2 separate regions of the Zea mays genome follow, and region 1 is linked to region 2. The links are chromatin contacts, called in public Hi-C maps. All regions are on one chromosome and are shown on one strand. Each heading gives the region's core, a stretch centred on a gene start, on an enhancer-like site or on the middle of the called end of the contact. The rest is flanking DNA. Distances are from core to core; before and after follow the strand shown.

Region 1 (6,072 bases), core at 1,592-4,091, 160 kb after region 2:
CTATTAGTCCTTTCGCAGCGGCGTGCCCCTGTCGTTGTTAGCGTGAATAATTTATTGACGGGATAGGATTGATCCCGTGGGTGGCGTTGGCAAAAAGATATGGTGATTTCTGCCGCTAGTTGATATGGATGACCCGCACTCAGGCCTGGGCAGGAAGGGGTCCCATGGCGCGATCTATATTTTTCTCTGTGCCTTCAGCCTTATCATCTCTGTGAGCGCGAGCTAGCTATATGCCAGCGTTCGCTTCCACCTGCGCAGGGCCGTGCCTGAGGTAGGGCGGGAGGGGCGGCCGACCTGGGCCCCATCTCACAGGGGCCCCACAGCACACAAAGTCCAATAAGAATATAGGATAGAAACGGATATTATTTACTATATCAATATATTTTTGAGTTTGTTAGGAGAATGGATTGCTATCACAATATATTTGTTGCTTATCGAATATTATTTACTATACCAATAACTGTGGCATCAGCTGAAAGGAGCTTCTCAAAGCTTACGTTATTGAAGAATTATTTAAGGTTTGCAATGTCTCAAGAAAGGTTAGACGGGCTAGCAACTTTATGTATTGAGAAGAAATTATTAGATGATGTAAATATTGAAGCCATCATTGATGATTTTGCATCTAGAAATGTTAGAAGACATTTTTAAATTGATCTCTAAAATATATTTAAGGTAATAATCTTACTTATATTTTTTACTGCTAAAGTCTTTCTGTGGTACATCAAGTATAATTAGTTGATACTCCCTCCGTTTCTTTTTAGTTGTCGCTGGATAGTTCAATTTTGTACTATCCAGCGATAACTAAAACGAAACGGGGGAGTATATATAATAGTAAAAAATAGTTTTTATGGTGTTGGGGCCTACGTTTATAATCTTGTCCCGGGCCCCTCAAAAGTCAGGAACGGCCCTGCACCTGCGTCGCCAGACCATGCACACCGCGCGCGGTGGGTTGCACTTTTTTTTTTCTTTTGCACGCAGCGTCGCATGTCTCAGGCACGTACCAGGCGCGTACCATACGCGGTGGGTTCTCCGTAGCTCCTGCAGCCTTTGTTTTCCAGCAGTCGATGTCGATCCGGCCTGCCGTGGAAAGCCTTTGCCCAAAAAAATGCGTGTGCGTCAACTACTGGAACGCACAGATCGACAGACAACCACGCATGCATGCATTGCACGCACAGTTTGCATCAGCACGGAACTTGAAGAGCTTTCCTTTGTTTAATTTGGTGGTGTTGGTGTGTGTGCGCGCCACGGTAGACGTTCGGGGGCCGGGAACCATATATGCACGGATCGGAAGACCATGACGACGGACCACGTCTATCTATCTGCATTCGGCGGCAGGGTGGTTTATTGAGGGGTCCAGAGTGAGATTTATTAATGAAGACCCTAATACCATAAAAGCTATTTTTTATTATTATGTATCATAATAAAAAATGGAGTGGTTTAAAAAATAGGAGAAATTATTACCCCAAATATATTGTAGAGATCGCTTTAGAAAATGTTGTCTAGATGCAAAACCATCGATGATGGCTTCAATAAAATAAATTGATTTATGTAATTTGTTAAGCGTAATTACCTGTTAGAGAAATTGAAAAGAATGCATGTATATAAGTTATATGTCAGTTGTTATACACATGCTAGTATTGGTTTATCATTCATGGATTAATATTTAAGAAATAAATAATATGTTGTGCCCCTACAGCCCTGTGACATGTGGTGATGTTGTTTGCCTTGTTTGACAGCCTGCTGCCTACTACGCTGAGCTCTAGCATTTGTTGTGGCGCAAAACGTCTGATGCCTGAATTCTGATGATCGCGCGTGTGTGTGTGTGGAACTGCGAATGCGGCGTGCCCTAGCGTATTTACGTTCGTTACTTGGTTGTCTATTAGCTATCGCTAGACTAGGTCCTATATGCACTGGGACGGCCCCTAGGAAGTGGGGGCCCAGGCAAGGCAAGGCGTGGCCCTGTTCGGCGGCGGTGTATTGCATTCGTTGCCTTGTCGTATTAGACCCGTTTTGTAGGCACAACGGACAGCGACCTCGATCAAACGCCCGTCCACGTGTACATGTACATGTACACATGCCTACCTGTGCCGATTCACAGCTGGTCGAGTCAGCGGAGGTGGAGCCATGGAGGTCGGAATTGTTCGCCTGAATGCATTGACCGTGGTCCGGCCACGGCGGAACAGTCCTACATGCTAGTACAGTTTTACGCCTACAAGTCTACCGTGACTGTTACAGATCCAAACTCTAGCCTAACCAGCGACCGAATCTTTGGAGCTACATGCTGAGAACGAAGCCACGCACGAACCATGCCGGATACAGTCCAACGAGCCAGACAGAGACCCGACCGTCCCGTTCCGTCGGCACGCCGACTGCCGGACTGATGACTGCAGTCGGCATGGATACAATATTGTTGGAGCCAAAGTTTTAATTAATCTCTGTTATTCCCCGCTCAAATTCAAATCAAGTTCCAGAGATTCTTACCGTCCATTTAATTTAGCGCTCATTCGCTGTTGCCACTTTGCAATTTGGCCGTCAGTTTGGATCGAGGCTTTTGTTGGTTCATTACCCCACTGGCTGACGGCTCTGGCGCGCGCGGTAGCCTCCGCCCTCTCGCCAACCTTAAGGCCTTGTTCGGTTAATCCCGTTACCCATGGATTGTATGGGATTGGAAAAAATTAAGAAAGAGTTTGACTTAGTTGGGATTTAAACCCATCCAATCCCACTCAATCCATGTGGATTGGGAGCTAACCGAACAAGCCCTAAAAGTGACCGGACCGGGCGCTTTCAAATTTTATAACCACACCCCCATCGCACTTGCCACCCCCGCGACCGTGATCGCTCAGGCCGCGCCCGGTCGCCAGCCTCGGCGAACCACACGCCACCGCCCGCCTAGCTTGACCACACACGAGCGAGCGAGTAGCTACCGATCGACGACGCTCCTTCTGCTTCTCCCCGTCGTCGTCGTCGTCCCATGCACCTCTGCCACATATTGTGAGCGAGCGGCAGCGGTGTGTGCCGAACAATGGCAGCGCAGGAGGCCGCAGCAGGCGGCGGGAGCCCGCAGGTGGTGATGCGGTGGCGGTACGGGGACGTGGGCGACAGCAACTTCGCGGTGCACGGGCGCGCGGTGCCGCTGCTGGTGGGGCTGCTGTGCGCCGTCGTCTTCTTCGTCGCGCTGTGCCTGTACCTCCGCTGGAGGTGCCACCGCCGCCACGCGCCCGACGACCCGGAGGCGGACGCCAGCTCCCCGTCGTCGGCCGCAGCGCCGTCGCTCCCCGGCCTCGACGCCGACGCCATCCGAGGGCTGCCCGTGACGCTGTACCGCCCGCCCGCGTCGCCGCGCCTCCGAGGGGAGGCCGGCGACGACGACCCGGCGGCGGCGCTGTGCTCCATCTGCATCAGCGCGCTGCTGGCCGGCGAGAAGGTGAAGGTGCTCCCGCCGTGCGGCCACTGCTTCCACCCGGACTGCGTCGACGCCTGGCTCCGGTCCCAGCCCAGCTGCCCGCTCTGCCGGTGCCTCCTCGCCGCCGCCGCCGCCAAGGACGCCGTCTGAGTGCCAACGCCAGGCGCTTCGATCGTCGCATGACAAGCGGGCCCAGCTACCAGCGTCCCTCGACACCCGCGGGCTTTTAAATCAGCGCACTAGTTAATGATAGCGGCCGCCAAGACCGCGTCAGATCTACTCGTTGTGAGTGCGTTTGTAAAGACTAAAGAAGCCTTGGTTTATTAGGGCCTGATCACCAATGGCGTGGCGTGGCGTGCCGCTGCCCTCCGAGTCCGACGAGTTGTTTGGAGGCAGGCGTGGGGTCGGTCACCTGACCAAATCAGCCGGGCGGGGGGTTTCTCTGTGGCGCAAGGCTCTCCACTCACCAGTGCAAGAGAAAAGTGGTGTAAGCTGTACATAGCTTTTGAGTATTTATAACCAGAGAGAATTTTAAGGTACGATGTGGTGCTTCAGGTCGAATCTACTACTATGTTTTAGCGTAAAGTTCTCTAGTACCGGTGTATTACTACTACTACACGATGATTATGTTATGCCCATGTGTTTATTTTCGATTCCACAGAGCACAGCACTTCCGTAGAAGTGGCATTTGCAAATATCTCTGCCCTACATGAACTAAATATATTGTTCCTATTGTTAAAGTCATATTAGTAGTACATCTAATTATGGTCTAGCGAGGTGGAGGGATGAACATGTTCTAGAAAAAAAAATACACTAGCATCAAGATTTCGTACTATCGATGGTGCTGTTCTTCTTTATTTAGGTCAAGGTTTAGGGGGTACTACAGCTACTACATTTTTTTTTAGTTGTGTATTCCTAATTCAAAAAATATCTCAAGCTAGCCAGAGGTCTGGACACAATTGAGTAAGTTGTTTGATTGAGATGTTTTCTTTTTCTTTCTTTCTTTTCCGACAAAAGCACAGCTGGGTAAAGTCTAAAGAAGAGCATAACTGGAAGGCCACAAACAACACAAGCGAAATAAAATCTAAAGGCCACAACTCGGCAAACTACTAGCAGCGCAGCGCACAATGGACGTCGGAGATTGCGGCACCCTGGAAACAAACTGGCCTTGGAACTGTTCTTCTTCAAACACTCTTCAGGGTCAGAGAGAGGAAAACCTGAAAAAGGTAGGCATGAGCGCCAATTTGAGAACGACTCAAGTACGCTTTCCACTGGGAGGAGCTCCTATTGTAATCCGATTCCAATCAATGGTATCTTTGATGAAGCGTGCCACCAATATCAACATGGTTTGTACATACTAGTATTTCAATATGCCATCATAAACATATATCTGAAGCCACCAATGCAAACCTCGCGTCTACGCATATTTTAAAAGTTAGAGATTTGCCATCAGCATCTTCTCCACTGCTGTACTTTTCCCCCCCCTCCTATTCTAGTATAAGATTTTAGAAGAATTTCGAGGTTATTGATTTTGACAAAATTGTTTTGCCTACAACAAAGTGAAACAGGAGGCTAGCGCTTAGGCTATTCACAATGGAGGTTTCATGGGGTGTTTCATGTATTAATTAGTCTGCCACATCAGCTATTTTGATGACATGTCACATCATTTAAGAAGGAAGAGTTTCATGGAGTTTCATAGGGATAAAACCATGTTAACTCGTTTCCAAGATCTTGGAAACTGTGTGAAACCTCCACTGAGAGTGTTTTGTTTCATCTTCATATAATTGAGTAAATCCTATTGGTTATTCATATGCAGCATTTAAGAAGTATGTTGACATATGAAATAGTGAGATGAAACTCTCTATTGAGAGAGGGTATTTCATTCATCCATAAATCTGATGTGTCATTTTTGGAAACAGTGACATGAAATCCCCATTGTGAATAGCCTTAGTTGCAATTGAAGCTACCTTTCTGTCCTCCACTTACGTTCTAAAATGGGCATGGGTCCTTGGAGTAAGACGGCGGCCCATCGGTTCTGCTGGGTTTGGCTAAGGCTGAAAAAAATAAACGAGAGGATGACGGGATGTATATTAGCTTTATAGTATATATATAATGGCCATGATGTTTGATTGTTTTTCTTTTAAAAAAACTGTAACTTTTGAACTGGTAGCAACTAGTACTACGGGGTAATAACAGATAAGGTTGCAGAGACAAATTGTGAAAAAAAATCAATTGCCGAAAGCTTTCATGGAATAATAATATGTTGTTCAAGGATCAAGTGAGCTACAGCATCTTCTCGGGCTGTCGCAGCACAGGCACAAGGTACGTGCACATCTGCACACGAAGGCGTGAAGCAACTTTATTGGGCAGCAGTACCACTTGCAGGTTCCCGAAGCAACTTGGATTCTGGATGGAGTTCCAGATGTTCTGCATATACGGAGTATATATACTGGCTGGATCCTTGGGAGTTATCAGGAACAGGGGGCGCCACAGAGCAGCACCCAGCACTTGACCAATTCTTCTTTTTTTTATGGTCTCGGCTTGATTAGTTTTTCACGCATGCAACTAACCCCATCCCGCTGTCCATCATGCGGTCTCCCGCTTTCCCCCAGCTGGGACATTCGTTCTGATCCGGAAAGATGATGAAGCTCGACGAGCAAACTACAGGC
Region 2 (5,823 bases), core at 3,109-5,608:
GTCTGAGGTCTTTGAGACAAGGTCAGGTGCATGTGGGCCCAATAACTTGGGAGGTTCTGTCACAACATTTATGTCCCAATATTCACATATGATCATAATACAAGTTATCAAGGACTAAGTAGTCTTTTTCTCTTTCAGTCAGCATCATCATTATACTTCATCTCTGTTGTGAGCCGAAGCTATCCGTCTGGTGATAGCTTCGGTGTTTACTCTTATCCTTTTTAGGTCTGTCTTCATCTCATCCACCTTCGTCATGAGGAGGAGGCTTGCATCCTAAAGACGAGGGTTCCTGTAATAGCTTATACTGAAAGCAAATGGTTAAATATGTTTATGAGGACCTTTGGAAGGAGAATGCCCCCAATAGTAGCCCCTCGCATTATTAATTTGTTTCTTTGTAACAAATTTAGACTGTGACATGGACGAAGGCCTTTAGCCGAAGGTCCAAAAAAACACCTTCCCTTCGCTAGAATAGCGAACGTCACTGACATACTGGACCCACCAAGCCGTGGGGCGCTATATATATATATATATGAGCTCGTATTGAAAGCGTTTCTTGTGCTATTTCAGTTGCTCATACTGTGTTTGCTATTTTAAAATCTCTTGTTTTTCGCGAGTTTGAGCTTCAGCATTTCAACAAGTTTTGATTTGATGGTTGGTGAGAAGAAGACTGTGGACCCGGCACTGTCCGAGTTCTACGAAGCTATGGAGAGGACTAATGCTGAAAAGATTGCACATGACACATTAGCTGGAATATTTGAGGATTCCAGTGACGGTGAAGACTTCGATTCTAAGAGTGAAACCGAGGATGCCAAAGATCAGCCCTGGAGGCCGAGCCATGTTGTTTTCGGAAAGTCGACAATCAAACAAGGACAGATTGATGCCATGAGGGGAAGGTATTCTCGTGACATTTCTATTGTGCGGGCTGGGGGAGAGAGTAATGTCCCTCTGCCCGAAGCTGACGAGGTAGTTGTCTACAAAAGTTTTATGAAAGCGGGGCTTCGATTCCCTTTGGATAATGTGCTGGTTGAAGTGTTGAAAACCTTCAAAGTCTACCTTCATCAGCTTACCCCTGAAGCCATCATCAGGATAGAGGTTTATATTTGGGCCATGAGGAGTCAAGGACAAGAGCCGAATGCGAAATGCTTCTGCAACTTGCATGAATTAACTAATGAGACGAAGGCTGTTGGAAAAGAGCAATACCACAACAATTTCGAATGTTATGGCTTCGTACCCCATTCTGAAGTAAGCAGTCTAGTGCCAATGTTTCACAAGAGATGACCAGGAGCCTGGATGCAAGAATGGTTCTATGTAAAGAATGACCTTGTTGAGAGAGAAGATATCAAGGGGATTATCCAACGTCCCATATGGTCTCACTTCAGCATTAGAAAACCATCTCTTGCCCTTGGAAACGAGATTCAAGTGTGCTGAGTTGCTTATAATACAGTATGTACCTACATAGGCTTCAGGGACTTAGTCCAAGAGCATATTGCTTATAGAGTATGGCCGCTCTCAAGTGGGTGGGAGGTGCCGAAGGAAACTACTGCTGAGTCCAGCAAAGGTGGCTTGGTCTATCTGAAGTACACATTCAAGTACAGGAGCCAGTTCGATGAGCCGAATGACGATTGGCTGGATGCCATCGAAACAACTAGCGATGAGTTACTTGGTGCCTACTCAAGGACCGAAGATGATGCCATGACGGCTGCCTTCGGAGGGCGAGACAAGAAAATGTTAAACAGGGTTTTTGATGTTATTGGTTTTGTTTACCCAGACTATTGCTATCCCTCGCGAAAGCAGGGAAAAAGAGGAAGGCTGCTGCTTCGGCTATCTCTGCTACACCGAAGGGGAAAAGGTTAAAGTTTTTACGCATCGACCCATGTACATTGAAACGACCAAAGTGGCGAAGCTTGCTGAAGGACCTTCTTCTGTTGTTGAGCCGGGTCACCCTACTACGGCCGAAACTAGGGTGGAATTGGCTGAAGAACCGATCCCGAAGACAGTAGCGGAACATCCGAAAACTGCCATGAATTTATTGCAAGAAGCGGAACTGCCGAAGGTTGAAAATATTGTTGCAATAACTCCAAAGAGGATGAGAATGGCCAGTGTATTTGTCACACCAGGGTTTCGGGGTCCAAAGCCTGGGCACGAATATAATCACCAGGTGTGCTGGGACCAAGTCTCACCCATATGATGAATCATGGCACATGATCGAATGTCATATCTTTACTACATAACAGGAGTTCTGTACAAAATAAATAAATAGTTACATTATAAGGAGACAACGGTCCAGCAACCCAAAGTTGACTGGGAGACGACGACCTAGACCTCTCACGAACTCGTCACAGCATCCTCCATGCGCCTCATCCTGTGGTACCTGTGCTTGACCTATGGGGGGTGTGAGACAACAAGAGTGAGCTCACATACGTTCATAGCTCAACAAGTTGTGGGGAATAATGTGCATGAACTCGCCAAAGGTGGGAGCTCATGTGAAGTGTAAGGCTTACCAAAGATGATGGTTAGAGCTGCGCATTGCTTTTAAAGTTGGTCAAAAATTTATTAGCAGTTACTAAATATAAGTAAATACCAACCCAATTAAGTAGTAGAACAAAAGTAACAACATCACATGCGATGCAATGCATATGGCAAATTGAATTTAGTTCCATAAGTTAATCATGTGAGTGTCCGAGCTGATCATGACCATGAGCACGGCTAGTATACCAGTTTTACACTCTGCAGAGGTTGCACATCTTTACCCACAAGTCATGTTACCCATCTGCCAAGAGACGGCCAATCCCATACACCTCTACCGAGGAGGCAAGGCAGGGTAACACTACGAGGCCTTTACAAAGTTCCACTAGCTTCAGAAAACCCGCTACAGTTTATAGGAGGCTCCAATGCAGGAATCCCTCGTCTGACCGCCATCGCAGCAAAATCAACCTGAGGAGCTCCCTACACCGACCACTCCCCTACTGCCCTTGCCCTTTCGGGTAAGGTCCTCCATTAGCTTTCCTAATTAGTCAGCCAAGGGGTCCCATTCCTCCCTTGTTGTAGCACTGTTTTCCCGGGTGGTTCTCCATGTTCCAATTAACATAATGATCTTAACATGAACAGTAAATAACAACTGATAATAAAAGTATAATCATGAATAATGTGTATCTCTATACCCAAAACCACATAAAGCAATAGCAGGTACTACCCAAAATTTAGTGGTGAACAAGGTATAAAGATAGTCAAACTAGGGTAACCTATTGGGTCCCATCAAAATTAGCCTATGCAGATCATTATGATTAATCAGAACATGACTGGGTAAAAAGAAGTGATCAAGGGCACAACTTGCCTGCGACTTGAGATACCAGGTACCAACTTGCTCTTCAGATGACACGTAACCTCACGCTAGTCGTAGCAATACAAACAAACATGGTATAGGCAAAATTAACATCACACCAAGCATAAGAACAAACTGCATAAGAATATTCTACGCGTCTCTACGAGATCGTGGGTTCGAGAACCATTAAAATCGGAGTTACGGTTAAGGTTTATGGAAGATCTACGTGATTTAAATATTAAACTATATTATAAATTGATTAGTATTCATCATATGAGAGAATATTCTATAAGTAATTAAACCAACTTTTATTGTAAGTTATTACTTGATTATTGATTATATTTTAGTCAAATTATAATTATAAGATCAGAATACTATATTAATATTAGAAAAGCTAATACAGAAAACATAGATTAATCAAATTAGTTACCTAATTATAAAAGTATGGGATATCATATGATTAATGTTGCTACTGTGTAGCAAATATTTATACGAAGCTAACACAACTTGAACGGATTGAAATAGAGTTAAAATGAATTAATTATGATTTTCTAAATTTATTTAGTACCTAGGATAAAGTAATTCAAGTGAATAATTTTAATTCAAGTTTCATGGCTAAACAAAGGTACTAGATGATGAACAATATTAAAAAAATTATTGCAACCGGAATGGATCGATTTGGAGCTAAAATGAATTAAATATGAATTATACAAGTTTCTATATTTAGTTGTGTACTAAAAATCAATTTCTATATTTAAATATCAGATTTCTCTATTCCTGGGTCGCGCACATTATTACAGACAAACTCAGGGTTAAACTAGCAAAAAACGTAGACTCATGTTACCTCCCTCGCGGTAAGCCAGTGTCTCTTTTGAATTATTGCACGACCGAAGGGGTATCAACTGTTTTGCACCGTTGGATCACCATTCAACAGTTCTGATTAGATCTAAACCGAGCAGCTAACAGAACCATCAATCCTATTCCTGGCCGCGCGCACATGATCCGACGGTTCACACCCAACGCACGAAGGGTTATAGCGCGATTTAATCGGGTCCGCCCAACAAGCATCCAACGGCCAACACAAGCAGACGCGATTAGAGCCACACCGATCAAAATCGACGTGTCAGATTTAATGAACAAAGAGGGTTCCTAGCGCTCCAATCCTATCCATCTATTTCGGATCTAGCGGCTAGCGACTTGTCTTCCTCCCCTAGACGAAATGCGGCTGCACACTGGCTCTGCCCACGGCGGTAGCCATAACCGGAGCATCCGGTCAACCTTGCCGCACCCCAACCTCTAGTTCGTACGGCCCTACACGCAGCGGAGGAGACATCCAGAGAAAATACTCACCCCGCCATGGCGCACCCGAAGATACTCTTGCGACAGCAGAACCCTCGACTCACCCTCTCTCTCTCGGCGAGATGCACACGACCCTCAGTTCTTGCGGTTCGCTCGGCTCCAGATGATTTCTAGGATATGCGACCGGGGAAGGTGAGGTCATCAGGTTATATAGGCTTGGGGACGGGGCTAACAACCAACGAGGAACGCGCGGTCAGATCAGCATGCATGTAGCTACTGCCTCAAACGGCCTAACGAATTGAGATAAGCGGTTATGGCCTAGGATCCGCGGTCGGCTACCGCAGGCTTGCGAACGGGTTTAGAGGTGAGGCAGAAGACGAAGAAAACACGCTCAAGCAGGGGACGACCAGGTTGGGGTTCGCGTCGTTCGCCATGGAGGAGTCCGGTCAGGCGACAGGCAAATCAGCAACGAATTGTGCTTGTATCAGGAATAAAATAAGAAAAACAAACTGGAAGGAGACGTGGGCCACATGCTTAGGAGAAGCTGGGCCGAGCTGCATGGCATACGTAAGTCTTCCTTCATCTGTTTTTTTATTAAAGTTTTCTTGATTCTTTTCTATTTCAGTTTTTTTAATTCCAAATTCAATTTGAATCGAAGTCTGAGTTTCAAATAAATAGAACAGGTGTACATGCAAAAACACCTACACGAATGCATGTATAAATTATATTAATTCTTTGGTCCATGCCACAAAACATATAATTCAATAAAGTATACTTTATATAAGAATACCTCATCATATTCAAATACTCCACCAAAATTTATATTATCCTTTCATTTTTCTTTTAGGAAAATATTTTCGATTTATAGGTTTATTAGTAAGACACTTTAAACTGTAGATTTTCAAAGAATTTTCTCATATACCAAAATAGGTGTTTTTTAGGGTGTTACAGTATTGGATGCTGTTATGGAATCCACGAAGATACTACCGAAGGATCTGAATTCCCTGCCCCTAATGCACCTTCTGATGAATTAGAATTTATAGTGTGTCACGCTGCAGGGAAGAAACTAACAGAGGAACAAATTACCGAAGCTAGGCAATATGCCAGGGATATGAAGTATGCCCCAGGAACCTTGGTATTCAACGACACTGACGAAGATGACTTTTTATATTGGCTACCGGATAACAATGAGTTATCTGTTT

The links. Hi-C and Micro-C count contacts between places; a contact is called where the count stands out from the background.
Region 1: a contact with region 2 is called in a Hi-C map of ear, with 2.1 times the contacts expected there. The contact joins the promoter of LOC100502077 here to the enhancer-like site in region 2. A contact is called at or near these places in 4 of 25 Hi-C or Micro-C datasets (ear, endosperm, leaf and 1 more).

Annotation. Positions count from the first base shown.
Region 1 is chr6:163,999,932-164,006,003 of Zm-B73-REFERENCE-NAM-5.0, forward strand. LOC100502077 (RING-H2 finger protein ATL66) reads left to right here and starts at 2,842. Exons shown (of 1, transcript NM_001196612.1): 1 at 2,842-3,655. The coding sequence starts at 3,023. The coding sequence ends at 3,553.
Region 2 is chr6:163,837,098-163,842,920 of Zm-B73-REFERENCE-NAM-5.0, forward strand. No RefSeq gene overlaps it. Among protein-coding and RNA genes, the nearest start is that of LOC100273472, 93 kb to the left of the region's middle. Within about 2 kb of position 4,359, at least 19 of the 20 cell types and tissues checked have an H3K27ac peak or open chromatin away from gene starts, as enhancers often do. A contact at or near this core is called in ear, endosperm, leaf and 1 more, where this site is marked.